Regions from separate parts of the Gadus morhua genome. Here region 1 is linked to region 2. Evidence: chromatin contacts called from public Hi-C data. All regions are on one chromosome and are shown on one strand. Each heading gives the region's core, a stretch centred on a gene start, on an enhancer-like site or on the middle of the called end of the contact. The rest is flanking DNA. Distances are from core to core; before and after follow the strand shown.

Region 1 (6,410 bases), core at 2,262-4,761, 140 kb after region 2:
ATCTTTATTTTGGAGTCTTGGCACCTTTCTGTGACCCATCGTGCACAGTATATGAGTCAGCGTTTCCATTATAAATCAGTTACACCTTAAATTACATTATTTGAATAATAACGCAGTCGAAAGTAGTGGCTATACTCTCGGTAAAGCTTGTAACACAATACTAATATATGTATTTTGCTACTGTATCCGCTGTCAAATATTACTGTCTTTTTTTATGCTGTTGAATATGACTAATATTTCCCCAAAACTCCTTAAAAGAAAATGTAATTTTATGAAAACAATGCTGATAATGTAATAATGATGTTAATGAATGAGAGAGGGTTCTAGATGACCGATCGTATCTGGCTGTAAAGGTCATATGTTGTACATGCCCTGAGCTCTTAAGTAGGTCCAATTGCACTAAACATGTGTGCATTCTTCAGAATAACACTTCACCTTGCCACGTTTTATTAATGGCACAGCTTTGACAAGTGAGACTTAATAGTTTGGCACGGTCTGCGGTAGGTATGAAATGTGTACAAGCCTGCTCATTCGTTTTTAAATGCTTGATTTTCAACTGACTACTCTTCTCTATTGTCCGACTACTTGATTGATTGATTGATTGATTGAGAAGAAACATGTGAAACAATTTGTCTGTGGATTTTCTCCACTGAACCAGCACTGGACAATTGTGTCTATTAAAATAAAATACAAAAATAAAATTCCTCACATATGTATCGTGATTAACCTCTGACATAAGACGCAGGATGCAGTATTTAATTGCATCATTCTGCATACTGGCACTCTGTGAGAAATCAGTTTGGTGACAACCATATACACTATGTGGTGGGCAGGGCCTTGCAAGCTGAGAAGTGACCTTCCCTCGTCCTTACCTGGGTGAAAGGCTGGGTTGGCCCCTGGATACAAACCGGGAGTGTATGCTGGGGCATATCCAACAGGAAACCCAGCTTCCATGATTAGAACAGAGAAAAAAAAAAAGAGAGAAATGATGACAGATTAATGAGAATAACCACTGCAATTAACTGCAGGAAATCTGTGGAGAAACCACACAGCTTTTTCTATGTACCACAATAAACGTGTGTAGACAGTCACACAACAAAGAGTATCTTACCTGGGTAGGCAATACCCTTTTGGTTGGCATAGGGGACCCCTGGTTGTGCAGGGTTGTAAACAGGGTTCATTATTTTGGCTGAAAGACAAGCCCTGCGAAAGGAAAATAACAAGGTCAGAACTTTGGCTTTGACTCCCTGAAGTATGAACTGTGACATGCTGCCTGCCGCCGGTTGCCGCGAGGCACCACCACCGCGAAGCCCCACTGACCGGCAGCGGCAGTAGGCAGCGCGCGGTTCAGTCTACTTCAGATTGATGTGGAAGAACCAGAGACGTCGGAGAACCCAACAAAGTCGTTTGTGATTCATAATATCGTCTGGAGGCGCACACAGCTTATAATATGATGATATGTATTATATGATATAGATATCTATGTATTATATGATATTATTTAGATATATAGAGCTCCAGGACTTTAAAGCAAGTGTTGTACACGCTGTTGGTGTTATGGCGCATAACACTTCAGACTCTCGTCTCTGGTATTTCCACAACGAGACTCGTAGTGGGGGTTATCTCAGCCATGGTTGAGAATGAATTGGGGGAAAGGAACCTTGGATTTGACTCCCTGAAGTACAAGAACCACGACATGGAGGAGAAAGGGATGTTGGCCTCGAAAGTCTCCCGCTTGAGCCCCGCTTCCCGCCTCAGCGCTGCAGGAGGCGGTGGCGCCTAAGTGCTGACCGCTGCCGAGGCGGTGGTCTCTCGGCAGCGAGGCTCCGGCGGGAGACAACCTCGGTCAACAATCCCTTTCTCCTCCATGTCTAGGTTCAGTCTAGAGACGTCGGAGAACCCTACACGGTCGTTTGAGATTCATAATATCATCTGGAGGCGCACACAGCTTTTGGCCCCGATAATATATATTCTATGATATAGATATCCATGTATAATATGATATTATTTAGATATAGAGCTCTAGGACTCCCGTGCGTTCTAGAATATTAACAGAACACGGCGAAAGGCTGTGTGTGCCTCGCCATACACCACTGTAAACAGAGCGCTTGGTACCGTGGTAGCTGCTCAGGGCCACACCCCCATCCTCCTCCTTGACTCGCCTCTCAACTCCTCATTTGCATTAAAGCTACAGACACCTAAACGGTGTATTTGGAGAAAGCTCAATGTGCAACTGGCTCGTAGTGGCTGTAAATCTGCACCACGGCTGAATTTCAATAACGACTTCAAATACTGCGGTTGGGGCCTACTAATATCTATATTAAAGCATCCATAAAGTAGCATGCCATGGGACCTTTAAATCAATGGGTGACAGAGATGATAATGTGTATAATCAGGAAAAGACAAAATGTAATGGATGCATCAATGTGTTATGAACGCAAAAAAATTGTTTCGTTTCTACGTCAAACCCAAGAATAGTTCTACACAAAAGAATCATTGCTTCTAATTTTAAAGAGGGACATATTCAAGAGAGAATCGAATAAATAAGCCCAATAAATATCGACATATTGATGGGGTGGATGCCATACAATTTTAGGTCAAGATCAGTTTCATGACAATCCTATTTTGTATGACCTGAATGGACTGGAAATACTAAGTGTACACGCACACACACAATAATTGACGCATCACAGTTAACAAGCTACTAGCTAGCTAACAAAGGTTTTGGACGGTTAGGTCAGTCCGTTGTTTACGCAAGCCAAATTAGCATGTATAGCACGTTATGATGTATAAAAATGTGTACATTTGAACCGATTGTAGGACTACACTTGGTTGTGACCAGATATATGGGGCCAGCGTCGGGCCGCGGAGTGTGGCAAAACATTCACCTGACCGTGTCACCCCATCAAGTCATTATGTTGTGGCATACAATAACATAACATAGATTAATACATCTTAATTACCTAAATATGATTATAATCCAGTTGAACGTGCCTTAAGGTGTGCTGCTTTGGCTGTGCCTGTGTCTGCTTGTCAACCTCTTGATCTTGATCCTGATGTTTTGGTTCCAGAGCTCGCTCAACTCTTTTGAGCAATGCGCGTCACTTCCGACGGTTTGGTCACGTGACGACAGACAACGCGTCATTGTCTTCTTATTATTTCGTTTTGCTATATAATTAAATTCACTTTTAAATCAAACATTTATAATTCTATAAATATAATACTCTTTTTTTTTTTTTTACAGCTATCAAGATCGTAAACTAGACCTCAACTGAACAATTTGGATTTACGGAGATTAATTGTAAACTGTATATTCCTGGCAGCTGAAAGGCTGTTTTAAATAAAGCGATACCTTAAAAAAAATAAAAAAATCAGTAACAATCTACTCTAACTTGCAGATTGATTCCAAAACGCCTTTTAAACGTATTTAAAAAATGACAAAGCTTGGTACGTGTTGAGGAGCATTTTTTTCTTATTTTTTTCAACTCCCATCTTTCCTCTTCCAGGACCTTGATGCATCGCTTCCTTTCAGCCATTAAATTGGGCAGGGTCCAGATTGTTGTGTTTTTACCGCAACCTATGCGCAATTTTGCCACACAATGACCAAACTCTGGCACTTTATGCATGTTTGTAATTTTTATATGGCATAGATGAGTATAGCGTGTCGGCATATATCGTCATTAAGTCAAATAATGTCGGGAGCGGCCGCTGTAGGTGCGTCCTCTTGCATAGGCGCAGCTGCGGCAGCTAGCTGTAGCTCCGCCGGCTCTTCCTATGTTACAGTGGGTGGATGTACCGGGGTGGCTGGCAGGTTGCCTGGCCGGGTTCTTGAACATGTCTTTTCATATTTGGACTTGCCTGATTTAATGCAATGCTCGTTAGTGTGTTGGCACTGGAATACCACTCTCGCCGACGAAAACAGCGAAGTGTGGCGCAGTCTTTGCGCTCGCTCTCTGAGTGAAGAGGCGCTTCGATCTGACATTCTGTGCAACCTGCCTACCTACAAGGGGAAGGTATGTTTACCAACCGAGCATCATTCAACTGCTAGACACAGGAATAGTTTGATTACCTCGGATAGCGCCTGCACGACTTTCTAATAGGGATGTGTGTTTCAACTGTCTAGCAAAGATTGTAAACAGAATTAGCACCACCAAATATTCTACATCTGTAAGAATGCTGGATTGAAGATTAATCTTCACATCAATAGCGATGGATCAATATATATGTTGGGCTTCTGCCGTGTTTCCTCTTCTAACTTTCCCTTTGTACTTTTGTACCTGACACTGTGCATGTATGTAACTCACATAGCTTGTTATTATCAGGGATGGCTGGCTCCGTCTTGCGTCCAATTGATTCCCGAGCTCCTTACTTTGCTCACAGAGATGATCCAGAATCAGAGAACTCTGCCATATTAGACAATAACTTCAATATACTCTTTTGGCTAATGTTATGACAAAGTCAATAAACATGATGTATTTCCCCTAAAGGGGCTGGCATACTTGTATAACTTGTATAACATATGAATAGAACTGAAGAGCAAAGAAGAGGGCATAGCCTAATCGACTCCTTTTTCTTTTAGATTACATCTTTCCAATATAAACATTTATCATGTGTTGCAACTAGTGTCATTCTCAAACCATTGCTTTGTGTCTCTGGAAATCTCCAGCTCAAGTCCTACCAACATGCTCTTAGCACCCACGACTGCTCCCGCAACGTTTACGTCAAGAAGAATGGCTTCACCCTCCACCGAAACCCCATCGCCCAGAGCACCGACGGCGCCCGCGCCAAGATTGGCTTCTCCGAGGGGCGTCACGCCTGGGAAATCTGGTGGGAGGGGCCCCTGGGAACCGTGGCGGTGATCGGACTGGCCACGAAGAGGGCGAACATGCAATGCCAGGGCTACGTGGCTCTGCTGGGCAGTGACGACCAAAGCTGGGGCTGGAACCTCGTGGACAACAACCTGCTACACAACGGTCAAGTCAACGGCAACTTCCCTCAGTGCAACAACGCACCAAAGTACCAGGTAGCTCACTAGCTGCAGATCACACAGTCACACCTCGAACGCAGTACTATACTATTGTTCGTTGTGTGCGTACTTCTTTTTCCATGGGGTTATTAGCAGGCTACACTGCGTCAGACTGCTATAAGGTCACAATGCTTACGTAGCTGCCGTGGCTATTGCCATCCCGCTTAAACTCCGCCCTACCATAAGGGTACTGTCGGCGGTGGAAACGCGAGCCGTAACTGAGCTTGCCTATACCGCACCCTCACTACTGGGCTGAGGCGGGCTGGGTCCGAAGCGTACCTGCCGGTGGAAAAGCGACATAAGGTCCCTCCTGTCTGTGTAGAGGCTTCCTCTAAGGTGGCTCCTGTCTGTATAGCCGGCCTCTAAGGGGCATGCTCTCTGTGTATAGCCTACCTCTAAGGGGCCTCCTGTCTGTGTATAGCTGGCCTCTAAGGGGCCTCCTGTCTGTATAGCCTACCTCTAAGGGGCCTCCTGTCTGTGTATAGCCTACCTCTAAGGGGCCTCCTGTCTGTGTATAGCCTACCTCTAAGGGGCATGCTCTCTGTGTATAGCCTACCTCTAAGGGGCCTCCTGTCTGTGTATAGCCTACCTCTAAGGGGCATGCTCTCTGTATAGCCTGCCTCTGAGGTTCCTCCTGTCTTGTGTGCCAACAGATCGGCGAGAGGATACGGGTGATCCTGGACATGGACGACAAGACGCTGGCCTTCGAAAGGGGCTTTGAGTTCCTGGGCGTGGCGTTCCGCGGACTGCCCAAAGCCTGCCTGTTCCCAGCCGTGTCGGCCGTGTACGGCAACACAGAGGTCACCATGGTGTACCTGGGCAAGCCCCTGGACGGCTAGGGCCCGTCCGCGTCGCCAAAGCCTTTGGGTGGTATTGGGGGATGGACCTTTCCCGGGACCTTGTTTTTAGGTTTGTGTGTGACCTTGGGGCCAGTGTACTCAGAGCTGCACCTCGCTGAAGTGGGTCGGTCTGGGCTGAAGGGGGACCTGGATCCGGCTGGGGGGGGTGGGGGGGGTGGGGGGGGGGCTTCTTTGCGGTTCCGTTGTATCTATTCCAGACTCGGTGGGATCCGGGGGAGTGGTCGTGTCATATAAGGTATGTCCATTGGTCATGTGATGCTGGACTCGTTCCGTTCGGTGGAAACTGCTCACGCTTACATGAATTTAGGTTTTTAGGCTCACCACGCCTGACCTTTTACTGGAGCATTTTATGTCTCTTAAGCAGGGCCAAAGCAATCATGAACTGTGGCCAATACTTTTATCCCATATGTGTCATTTAAAAAGGCTAGCCAATGTATTAGTGAGTGTAAGCCAGTTATCAGGGTTAACGTGGTCCTCCATTGACTGGATCATTGTGCTTGACCATGCCGACCCAGTGTGACCTG
Region 2 (6,904 bases), core at 970-3,469:
TAGGTAATAGGAGTACCACAAATATATAACTCAATAAAGTAGTATTTTAGTTCTGAAAAACATTCAGCTCTGAAGGGTCTATCACACAAAATAATATGTATTAATAGTAATAATAATAATAATAATTATAATAATAATAATAATACAAATAATAATGATAATATAATAAGATAATAAGAAAACAGAAGCTATCATATAACTTGTTTAGCTAGATTTCCAGAAACACTTTTCAAATCTGCAATAGTGTCAATAACTTTTTGTAGGACATAGTTAATTTGTTCCACGTAAACATAATGCTCCCTCTTAATATTCAGTGCCTTTATAATAAGTTAAAACACACCTACATTCTCCTGTGTAAACAACATAAACAAAACCAAGAAAGAGTTAAAAACAAGGCTTTTTGGGCTTTTTTTGCATACAGGATTTCTGTTACTCAGATTCACAACAAGAATAGTTTCTGTTTGGCAACAGACCTTCACTACCACTCCTCAACACTTTCACATAATAATCAATTAGGATTTAAAGCATATTAACAATTATTTCAAAAACACCAAACTGACATAAGCATTAATGAATGATGAGCACATAGACTGCAATTGAACCAAATAGTCAGTGGTCATCCTATCATGAAAAAAACAATGACAAACTATTGAAACCAGTAGGCCTACTGTGGATTGAAACCAATATGGTGTAGGTCTATTTAATTAATTGGTTAAAAATCCACATCATAAACACAGCACTAAACCAGTTTAACCACATGGTGCTAGCATTGTGTTCAGTAAAGCCATCACCATATCAAGAGGCAACTTTCGGCCATCCAATAACAAAATCTTGCACAAAGTTGCATCAACTTTCTCATGTAGCCTATCGCCATCTCGACCACAACGTAAGGAAGATTTTTCAGGATTTTACACTACCGGGGTTTGTGTACCTCCCCAGATCTCTGGCCATGTTATGTAGCTTTGAAACTTGTTTAGAGATCATTAATTCAACCGACACATACATCTACTACGATGGGCCATTACTTGTTTATACCAATCAGTCAGGTTATTTGCAACCTGCTACAAGCACAAAACCCACTAGGCTTTTAACAACTGTCGGAAAGACAGTGACAACTGGCCAGAATAATTGCAAAACAATAATATATGATATATAAACTAATTACTTTGTCTTAAGTCCTCCCTCCATTTTGTCAGTTTGTTGACAAACAGCGTCTCTCCCGTGTTTTGTGGATTGGGGGTTTTAAGAATCTCAGTGGTGAGGAAGAGAACTTGTAGCTGATCAATATCTTCTATGGATGAAAGTGTGATCGCATGAAGCTCGGAGCAGAAGACCCTGATCAAATGCCATTGTTGCCTTCTCCTTTGGGGCATTTCGCGTTACCGTTTTGCAAGTGAGATGCTTCATTCGATAAGGTTGTGTTTACACTGCTTATAATGAAGCCTACATGTGAGGCAAAATGCAATGTGAATGCTGGCAGCATGAATTTTGGACACTATTATTGAATCCAAGTGCGCGTGTGTTCCTGTCGGCGGTCATCGCGGTGCCGTTGTTATTACATTTAAAAATAACTAAACTAACTAACTGGGATCAAGTTTTTCCAGTTTTCTTCATTCTGTTAGCTCCTATGGTTGTTAACACTTACGGACATACGACATGACAACACTATAAGGAATGACAATAATTTATTTAAATTTTCTCAGTCCTACTTAAGCCTTCCCTTGGTTTTCTCTGTGGTCCCACACTGGGTACTGATTAACACCAACTTTTTCCTCAGCTCACCCCTCTCCCATAATTTAAATAACCCCGATATTTTAATTCAAGAACTGAGTAACAATTTACTTATTTCACACCAAACTTACCCCGGACGCTTTAACATCCTTTCTGTTGGGTTTTTCTTGACTTTCAACTATTTTCCGAATTTTTAATAATTTTTTTCTCATATTTTTTGCTAGACGCGACGGGCCTGAAAATTGTTTGCTTTCGCCTCTTTCCAGCAGCCATTGTGTGTATGCGCTTCAGTCCAACCAAACTATATTTGGCCACGCCCCTCGTAGTTCCTCCCATTTCTTATTTTTGATTTGTGTAAGGTCCTGTCACTTTCATTTCAATGTCATTTACAGTCCCTTTTAATTCAATTCAATTTTTGGACTCGCTAGATATACTGTCAATCGTTTTAGGGATTCGTTTTGCTTTCACGAACAACAATGGGTTGGCTAACACAGCAGCAAAGTTATCCTATTGGTCCAGTGTCCTGTCATTCTATTCGGCCTTCTACGCGAATCCTGTGCGTAGTGCGCCTCATTGGCTGGCCGGGCTGTCCGTCTCCGTGACCGTGCGGCCGGGTTTCCTGGTGCGCTGTTGCTGGCGGTGCGGGTCAGTGAGTGCAGCAGCAGATAGCTCGACGGGAGCCTCGTGGGCAGCTCACTGCCGCTGCTAGGAAGCTAGTTACATGTCGTAAAGCGTCAACTGCTACAGCGGTCGCTGTTACCGAACCACTACCACCGAGTGCCTAGAGTACACAATTAAAACGGCATGTGATGCCAGTCTGACGTTGTATATGACAGTATAATTTCCAAACAAACGACTAACCGCAGAATTGTCTTTCTGCGTGTTGTTGTGGTAGAAGTGGTGGTGGTTGAGTAACCTTCGATCTAAGCCACACCAAGGTGCATTTCCTGACTGTTGTGTTGCTAGTGGTCCATACTGTAAAGGTAAGCTTTCAAACTGCACACCAGTATTGGTTGCACGTCAATTTTACGTGTCTCGTATGTATCGTTAGTTGTAGTTCTGTTTCGTGTGCATCGTCCATACAAACCGATTTCAATGTAGCCCATGCCATACAAAAGTATGGGTTTGGCAATTTCGACGAAGGTCAACTTAGAAAATGTCAACAAAGTTTCAATGCTGCATAATGATCTGCGAAATTGTAATCAGCTGTTTCCCAAACTCACAATATTGGGTCTAGGGTCGGTTTCTCAAAACATATCTGGTAGCCTACTTCTTGTAGCCTACTTTATAGACTAGATAAGGACATATAAGGTATGGAGGTTATTTGATGATAAATTAGGTTAGAAGTGACAACTTCTTTGCGAGTTTGATTGCTTTTGTCTGCGCGACTCCAATTGTATTCATATACTTATAATAGATTATAGGGGGTTTTAGGCTACATAATAGGTTACTTAAGCAATGATTTAAGATTTTTGAAACAGAATGCATTTGCATTGCATTATTTTATTTAGCTTTCTTTATGTCTGAGCAATGCTTCGTTTGTACTTGCATCAGAACCAGGGCTTTGTGGCTGCGGGGAATGTGGGCCAGGGTTATTAGGATGTTACTAAACTATTGTTTAGGTTTATACTGCATATGAGACAACACTAATGCAATACCATTATCCCAAATGCCCACAAGGTGGATCTGCTGGATCCTTCCCTAGTTAAAGCATGTTGTGACTTTTTCTTTTTTATTCAGACTTTATTTAGAGAAATCCCGAGTTCATTGAGAGTTACACATTACACGTTTAAATAAACAACCCTGTGAGATAGTCATGCATTTCCACATGAAGCAGAAACAGCTTTGCAAGATCGTTGAAACCAAAGTGAGTGAGACGTTTTATTGCTCTGATTGGGTTATCCTGTTATGAAATTGTGTTTGGTTGCCTGGATACCAATTCCATGAAGAAGGAAAAACTTTGAAAATAATGATGAAATAACACAACGATGTGCTTTGTATAAATTAGTTCACCTGAAATGGCTGGCTAAACAGGTATTTATTTATATAGAGGATATTAATGCTAATGCCGTACCAGCCATGCACTTAATTTATTTTTTATTGTTCTTGCAGGTCAAAATGGATAAAAACACACGGAAACTCCGTAATCAGGACATCAACCCATGCATCGAAGTAAGTTGAGTGAGCTTCGGGAGAGTGCATTGAATTTCAATAGCTGCCCTAAGAATCTTTGTTACTTTCATCTTAAAATGTTCCTAAAAGAAAAAAGTATTTTTCTTCCCCTCCAGGAAAGTGATGGGTCTCAAAGGTGTTTGGAAGCCCACAACTATGACAAGTCCATGTGTTCACCCTATTTCATAAACTACAAGAACTGTAGGAAGTATTGGGTGAGTATTTTCTGAAATGTTTTATAAAAATGATTACACAGAGGACCTGAGAGACGCTACTCGAGGTCAACACCAAAGATGCTTTCCTACTTGCGGGCACAGAACAGAACTCACACGTCACTACACAGGTCAGAGGAACCGAGACCAACCTAGAAGGACTGTGTGTGCGTCCTCAGTGTCTCCGTTACAACAAGCTAGCCAATGCTCTTGAGGTCCGTCTTGAAAGCGGGATCAAAGCAGGGCTATGTAGCTCCTGGTTTGTGAGTTCGCTGAGGTTCTGGGAAAACGGCCACAGTGACTTGGGATGTCATTTTGTGGTAACTTAATAGCATACCTGCAGTGCACACATTGCACACATACTAACCAGAGAGAAGGCTATTTACTGCAACTGCACTTCAAGGAGAGGGATGTTCAACCCAGGTCAATGCTTTAAAGTCTAGTCCAATGTCAACATGCTGGCTGTTGTGTCAGCATCACATGTTCTGATCATGAAGCTTCTCAATACCCCATCACCTGACTATCCAACCCAATGAAAAAAGGGATAATATAACAAAAGTGTCGGACCACAACGTGATACTATGATTCTATAACACTGTTTCTCTGATGGAAGATAAGCATTTGAGGCCATTAATGTTAATTTGGTCTATGTCATATTTGCATCAGTCGAGCAGCCAATTGATGTTCTGCCAAACCGGCAAAATAGTGCAAAGCCAAGTACCTCTCATTTATTTCCAAATAAAGAGATGAGAACCCTTTGAATGTTCCTTTTTGTTTCTTTAAAGCATAACCTCATGGTGCAGCGGAGGAGAGAGGGGGTGAAGCCGGAGATGCCCACTGCTGAGGAGAGGAAGGAGATCCTGGCTGGTCTGGGTGGCAAGCCGTACTGAAGCGGGCTCCTCGGGAGCTCCTCCTCCTGACGACAGCCCTCTGGGTCTCAGCCCGGCTGATAGGAGCCCATAGGAGGGAGCCCATGGATTGGACTGGCCCGTCCTGGTTAGCTCTGCGTGGTAGCTGTCGGGACACTGCACTGCAGAGTACCTGGCTGTGTTCCCAGACAACATGGTGGTGCGGGAAGAGGAGGCTGTAGGTTCTATCGAAGCTGGGTTATAATTGGGATCCGAAAGACATACTGTATCTGATGCTCTGTCTCCATCCATGTTTGTGTGTGTGGTTGTGTTGTGTTAAATTATAATGTGTAAAATCTTATGGAAGAGTGATGAATATTGTACACACTTAGCAGTATGCTGTGTCATGTGTGAAATAATACATTAAAGTGTAACACGTGTCCCAGATGTCTCTTACTATGTTACAACCGCAGTTACTTTGCACTTTTTACTTCCTACTAAAGGTTCCCAAAGCTGTAGCGTCACACAATGTACTAAGTACAAATCATACATTTTCCACACCCGTGTGTGATGTTTGGTCCTGGCTCCATGGTTTTAGCCGGGCTGTTGCCCCTAACCGGACCCACAACGCTAGAACCCAGGTTTCAGCCATGACGAGACCTACCAACCCATCAAGTGTCCCTTGCATTAGAATTAAAGCTGTCATGGCTGTATGTTTCCTAATCAGTCATCTTAAAATCTAATTTCATGAGCCAGACCTGGGGTAAGGACGACTGCACTACCTCTACCCACCGATAAGAGACACTCCCAGATGGGTAATTCAGTGTAGTGTCTGCTTAACAGTGTTGGCTGGTTCGCAGCATACTGTCCATCCAGTTATTACTAGGTCTATACATAATCTTTAATGGCATTTCATTCATAGGGTTCCTACTAGAAAACGAAATCTTGTCAATGCATCCGTTTGAATTAAAATATCATACATTGAGTCTTTAGGGATTTTTTGTGCCTGCATCCGTCGTTTAGAATTTATAACATTAATTTCTTACTTCCTTGCAACATTCATCAGATGATCTTAAAAAGCATTATTTCTTACTTAGAGGTTTGATTATACAAAGTCCCTTCCAGGCAGGAAAATTAATCAATGTTTTATTCTTTGAGATCAGTTGAGTACAATAACTTTCGTGACAAAATCTTCAATGCTGTATTTCCATTGATTGATAAATGTAAACTTGGATGATCTGAAGTGGGTCAACAGAGGAACAATGATGGTGTTTCTTGTGGGATGATAAGGTTGGTTCTTTCTGTAGAACACAGTGAATATCTTTAGAGACCTTTTAAAATGACTTGCTTTCATATGAGTATTAATGTACACTATGAATCACCTTTGATGGTTTGTATCAGACCTAAATCCTTTGATTCTACTGCCCACGATGTGAAAATTTCCCCATAGGAATCATGTAGACCCATTGTTTCTCTGAAGATGCATGGTAAATGCTGCCAGTGTCTTCCCATAACCCATTAGAACAAATACTTTGCCACAGTAAAAAAAATAGCTTTTCATCAATGTTGCATTGGTCTCTGATCTTGCAGATTCACTTTGTAAAACATCAGACCGGTCAGTTCCAGTTCCTGACAGAACCCCTGTCCTGGTTCTTGCTCCAGACTCTCTGGTCAACCCACCGATTCTAAGTATTATGCATGATTCAGAATGCACATCTTGCGACTCTACATCTCACTCCACATCCTCAATGTTGTATCTAGAACATTCTTTGTTGCGATACACTACTTAACATTTGACTAACATGAATAATTTCATTTTAATCTCCCGGCATATGTTTTTTAATCTTATGGCACCCTCGTCAGTTGTTTGTTTTGATCTATTATGGATTCTATGCTTTGATTGGTCTCTGCCTCACCTGGAAGTCACTTAATAACTAAATG

What was found. Hi-C and Micro-C count contacts between places; a contact is called where the count stands out from the background.
Region 1: a Hi-C map of blood shows a contact between it and region 2, with 4 times the contacts expected there. The contact joins the promoter of fbxo45 here to the promoter of plag1 in region 2. A contact is called at or near these places in 2 of 6 Hi-C or Micro-C datasets (blood and gill).

What each region holds. Positions count from the first base shown.
Region 1 is chr23:11,631,226-11,637,635 of gadMor3.0, forward strand. It overlaps fbxo45 (F-box protein 45), which reads left to right and starts at 3,512. Exons shown (of 3, transcript XM_030349492.1): 1 at 3,512-4,013; 2 at 4,667-5,023; 3 at 5,680-6,410. The coding sequence starts at 3,651. The coding sequence ends at 5,865. It overlaps fam168b (family with sequence similarity 168 member B), which reads right to left and starts at 3,103. Exons shown (of 7, transcript XM_030349431.1): 1 at 2,995-3,103; 2 at 1,112-1,203; 3 at 873-947. The coding sequence starts at 1,181.
Region 2 is chr23:11,490,678-11,497,581 of gadMor3.0, forward strand. plag1 (pleiomorphic adenoma gene 1) reads right to left here and starts at 2,220. Exons shown (of 3, transcript XM_030348824.1): 1 at 1,863-2,220. It overlaps chchd7 (coiled-coil-helix-coiled-coil-helix domain containing 7), which reads left to right and starts at 2,325. Exons shown (of 4, transcript XM_030348883.1): 1 at 2,325-2,714; 2 at 3,844-3,903; 3 at 4,020-4,118; 4 at 4,901-5,405. The coding sequence starts at 3,850. The coding sequence ends at 5,005.